Linked DNA regions of Drosophila melanogaster: region 2 is linked to region 1. The links are chromatin contacts, called in public Micro-C maps. All regions are on one chromosome and are shown on one strand. The core of a region is the stretch at or near the end of the contact, and the rest is flanking DNA. Distances in the headings are between cores, read along the strand shown.

Evidence for each region. A called contact is a pair of places that touch in the nucleus more often than the background predicts.
Region 2: a contact with region 1 is called in a Micro-C map of pre-blastoderm embryo, with 2.0 times the contacts expected there. The contact joins the promoter of fs(1)h here to the promoter of CG43736 in region 1.

Annotation. Positions count from the first base shown.
Region 1 is chrX:6,866,834-6,869,533 of dm6, reverse strand. CG43736 reads right to left here and starts at 1,307. Exons shown (of 5, transcript NM_001298043.1): 1 at 754-1,307; 2 at 1-273. The coding sequence starts at 144. It overlaps CG14434, which reads left to right and starts at 2,340. Exons shown (of 3, transcript NM_001298040.1): 1 at 2,340-2,700.
Region 2 is chrX:8,054,877-8,057,576 of dm6, reverse strand. fs(1)h (female sterile (1) homeotic) reads left to right here and starts at 1,440. Exons shown (of 11, transcript NM_001272392.2): 1 at 1,440-1,610; 2 at 1,684-2,700. The coding sequence starts at 2,150.

The DNA of each region.
Region 1 (2,700 bases), core at 58-2,557:
AGCTAGTTCGCGGATCTCGGCGTCATCGGGACGCTCCTGCTTGACGGGCGGTCCCAGGGGACCGCCCAAACTGTTGCCGTGGAGCGGTAGGCTCTGGCCATTGGCATCGATGACGCTAGTGATCTGCACATCCTCGCTGGCCATCGCTCCTCCGCACACTCTCGCTCTTTTGCTCTAGAATGCTGTCTTGCTCGCGCTCTATGTAATCTTGCGTTATCGTACTTTTCCAGACTTTTCGATATCCACACTTTTGGTTTGGTTTTATATTAGGAGCTGTATTGAAAAATTTACTTGTTAGGATGACAGTTCGATTGGTACTGCCAGCATTTCAATTTGATATGTTATTTGTGTATGTATTTATATATATGCTCATATATGTCAATATATATTTAACAAAGACTGCATTATGTCTTACTGATTTTTTTAATTATTCACACATCAAAATGAAATTCTTTTGGCAAGTGTATTTGTTATTTAAACAGAACTATAAAAGAAATAAACAGCCGGCTTGTTCGATCCTTCTCTTTCTGGCACACAAACGGTCACACTGACCGGCTGTCTCACACACACACACACACACACACACACGTGATAATTTTTTTAGATGTTTTCCTTTGCAAGTGTGCGTGTGTTAATGCGCGCACTTATTTTTGTTGTTTTTCGAGCTCATTTCAACATTTTGCACACAATGCTATTGCTGTTGTTGTTTTTGGCATATAAATTATACATTATGTATGCATGTGGTACACTTACACAAACAAACGCTAACTGCATTTTGGCAGTGTGGCAAAAAAAAAAACAAAACTATTTAATGCATTTGTTGTTATATTTAGTTGCTGCTTTCTCTCTCCTCGTTTGCTTTTGGTTTATTAAATTCCTTTTTGTTGTTTTTGCGACGACGCTCGTGGTGAAAAAAAAAAACAATTTGTTTGGTTCTCTTTTCTTTTGATATTCGCACTTTTTCGCTAGTTTGCTTTAGCGCTTGTTCCGCATTCGACGCCGACGCACGTCCGCCCGTCTTCGCAATACACAAACGAGTGTGATCGTTGTTACGAAAATTATTTCAACGAAGTCAACTGAAAAATGTGTACGGCACACACACAAACCTACAGCCGTGCGCTCACCCACACTGGCGCAGCGCGCCGGCAGCGACGCCTACTGCGGCAGCGGATGCAGAGCGCAAAAGAAAAACGGAAAACACGAAAGAGAAAAAAACAAACACCCGTAGCGCAGTCGGCGTCGCTGCAACGCTGCCACGAACATTTTGCCGAATTGTTGTTGCTGCTGTCCGTCTCCCTTTTGCGCCCCCACCCCCCTTCTTATGCATTTTCCTACTCTGCCATCGCTCTCTCTCACCCTATTCGGCTAGCCCCCTCCTCGACGAACGCCTGCTCTCTCTCTCTCCTTCCGCTCATCGACTAGCTCTAAGCTGCGACGCCGACGTCAACGTAGCTGCAGAGTTACAACCCACAGTGGTTAAGACATAAGCAACTTATGGAAATTAATTAAGGGATCTTAGCCAATTCAGTATGAAAGTAAAATTTTATAAAATAATACGAATTTATGGGATTACAAGTTTACCATTTGTTGAATATTTAACCTCACAATTAAGTTCTTTAAATACTCTACACATATGTATCTCGAATTTGAACTTTTTATTGTTAAACTTTCTCTCAAATTCGCATTATTTTTTAGTAACACCATCTGGGAATCAAGCAGATCAAAAAAGGCAAGCTTCTTTGTGGCTTACTCATATAAATGGTGTAAAAAATAATGCAAACTAGCTAAATTTACTTTAAAATTAGTGTTTCCTTGTTACATGTTTACTCTTTACATACAGTTGTACAAATTTATTTGTATATATTATTTCTCTATAAGAATATAATAATGCCATTTTCCCCTGGCATTTGAACCACGGTACAAGGAAAGCTTAAGCTATGCTATATACAAGACCCACACACACTGACACATGTTCACAGAGAGCTGGCTGGGTCACAGTATTGGTATTGGTTTTGGTATTGGTGGTGTGATGATGATGTTGTTGCTTTTGTGCGGGAGTGGGTGGGTGGGTGCTCTTTGTGGGCGAAGGCGTGGCGGGGCGGCTCTATTTTTGGCAAGCACCAAAAGCAAAAGCAAAGGCCCCTGCTTAGCATTCGATGGCCACCTCTCCTCGCTCTAGCCCTCTCCCTTTCCCACATGCCATCACTCTCCCCGTCCCTTTCGCACCGTCGAATGCAAGAAGTTTTCGGTATTCGCGCGCTCTGCGGCTTTCAAGACAGGCCCCGTTCCAGAAGGCAGAGAAAACCGGGAACGACCGAGCACGAACACGAACAAACGAATACACGAGTTCACGAACGGGCGCAGCTCCAAAAGGTCGCCCCGACTCTAAACATTTACCAAAAAAAAAAATTTAATTAGCCAGGTCCAAGAGTCCAAGTCAAATTCCATTGTGCCGCCATCATACGGGGCTAAAAAGTTAACTGCCAGTTAATAACGAGTCCCGCGAAGTACAGTCAGATCAAAACAGGTGTTATTTGGTCCCGAAAACTAAACGTACAGTTGCGCCAAAACACATTGTGATATGTATTTTACTTAATGCAATGTCCACTTCAATTTATTTAGAACCAACTGTAGCCTATTAAAGGTTCTACTTGTTTTCATTCAATCATATGCTTATGTGTGTAATAGGATTACACAATA
Region 2 (2,700 bases), core at 191-2,690, 1.2 Mb before region 1:
AAGAAACATCACTTGCCGGCCGGCGGCACAAATCCACTTGTGAGTGTGCGTGTGCGAGTGTAAATAAATTCGCAACATCAACAAAAACTCTAGTTGGCTAATAAACAAATCGGCGCTAAAAAGCAATGGCAAGTGTTTGTGCTTGGCCTACATATACGAATTTATTATAAACATTAAGAAAACCGTAATGAAAACCAGGGACTTTCCAATTAACTGTACAATGGATTTTAAAGTGCGACTTGAATGCAATTTGTCCACTGTCATTTAGGAATATCGGCAAAAGGCAAATTATTCCACTGTATGCGTGTGTGTGTGTGTGTTCGTTCTTCCTCTTTCTCGCTCACACTTAGTTGCTTAGTTGAGGGTGTTAAATAAAATGTGAGAAACGTAGAAAAGTTGGAATTACGTGCATTTTATTGCCTTTTTGTCATGCCGTTTTCACTAGCGCTGCAACAACAACAAACAAAACGAATGAATCATGCCGAATGACAAGAATTCAACTTTAAAAAGGCGGCGTGGTGAATTTCTCTTCATGCAAACACAACACACGCCATATTCGTTCTATGTGTAGTGAGATTTTTATTGCGTGTGTGAAATGAAATAAATCATTCGTTTGTGCGTCTGCATTAATGTATATTTATTGTGTTTATTGAAGGCTTTTTTTTTAAGGTTTACTAAACGTATTTTGCAGCGTTTAGCGTGCGCCATTTGCCTGCTTTGCTTGTTCTGTTTCCTCAAGTGCAAGCGAGACAGCTCTATTGTGCGGTCTGCGTATGCGTGTATGTGTGAGCCGGGCGCTCTCTCGAATTTCGAACTAGAAAATGAGAGCGCCGCTCCTGGCTCATCTTTTTATTTTTTTTTTGGTGTTGCTCTCTGTGAGTGCCAAAACGGCGGCGGCAAAGTAACTACTCACGACCAAAACGGTGGAAGGGAAAAACTAAATGAAACGGCAGACACCGCTAAAAAAGTAAAGAAAAACGGCTAAAAATAATGTTGAAATCTAGAGTCAAACGCATAAAGTAATAAATACTAGAAATATTGCGAAGCAAGTGATTTGATTGCTGTTTAAAAGTGCTCGCAATTGATTGTTTTGCACTTGGCTTGTGTGCGCCAGTGTATGCGTTTTGTCGTTCTCCCTGTTTTCAGCTTCTTCCGTGTGTTCTGTTTTGTATTTTCCGTTTTCCTGCCGCCTCTGCATATTCTACATTCTACATTCGTTGGTGTCGCATATTGTTTATGGCAACCGCCGCACTTTTAGTGGTACATTGTGATTGTTATTTTCGTTTCTATCTGTTTGTTTGTGGGCCTCATTATTTATTTTTTGTTTATGTAACCCACAATGGAGGAGTGTTGTGAAATGCAAATCCCACGACTAGAGTTGCAAAATATCCGAATGTACCGGCTAATTTGGCTTTTTTGTATTTTACTCTCTTTTACAGATTTATAGCCGTCTGTGCTGTACTAGGATTTTTGTCAATAATAAGAAAGGATACAAAGCCACAATGACTCTAGTAGCAGTTGTACTTGTCAAGTCCTTGGCCCTCGAATCAGGTGAAGCCAGCCGATTTCAATGAGAGGAGCCTGGGCCCTGAGAATCTGGAGCAGGCGAGGTGAGTACATCCTCTAGACTCGAAATGCTCCTGACAATCCTAACTAAGTCATGTATTTTCTCAATATCCACAGTGCACAGACATTGCTGAGCATGAAGCAATCACTACGGACCACTACACAATTTTATCCCTTGAACAAGAAGAGATTCTTATCAAAAACCAGAACAGAAGCACCAGGATCAGGAGTTGAAAAAACGATAGGCGGCGGAGGATTACCAGGAGTAGGAGTCGCAAGAACAGCAGGAGAAGGCGTAATCAGTCGCAGGAGGAGGAGGTGGTCACCGGCCACATAAGACCAGTTCCCCCCCCTAAACCCACTTTCACCCCCCCTACATACCCTCTAACGAAGGAATCGCAAGGAGGATCAAATCAGTGGAAAAGGAGGAGAGACGGAGGCGGCCCGTGTGTGTGTGTGTGTGTGTGTAGGTGGAGTGTGTGTGTTGGCCGTCTCAGTCGGATAACCATCAACCCGGATCCTTAATCCCAAGACACAAATCTCAAACTGAAGCACCAGAACCACCACAAGAACCACCACCACCATGTCGTCCAGTGAGCCACCGCCTCGTTACGAGCCACCCGTGGAGCCAGTCAATGGCATTGTACAGCCACCGGTGATTCCACCAGCGGAGCGGCCCGGCCGCAATACGAACCAATTGCAATATCTGATCAAGACGGTGATGAAGGTGATATGGAAGCACCACTTCTCGTGGCCCTTTCAACAGCCCGTCGATGCCAAGAAGCTCAACCTGCCCGACTACCACAAGATCATCAAACAACCCATGGACATGGGTACGATCAAGAAGCGGCTGGAGAACAACTACTATTGGTCCGCCAAGGAGACCATACAGGACTTCAATACGATGTTCAACAATTGCTATGTCTACAACAAGCCCGGCGAGGATGTAGTGGTTATGGCCCAGACGCTCGAGAAGGTCTTCCTGCAGAAGATCGAATCGATGCCTAAGGAGGAGCTTGAACTGGAGCCGGTCACGGCCAAGGGTGGCAAAAAGAAGCAACGGGCGCCGGCTACGCCCAAGTCATCGTCGGGTGGCGCTGGAGCATCCACCGGTTCTGGTACATCCTCGGCAGC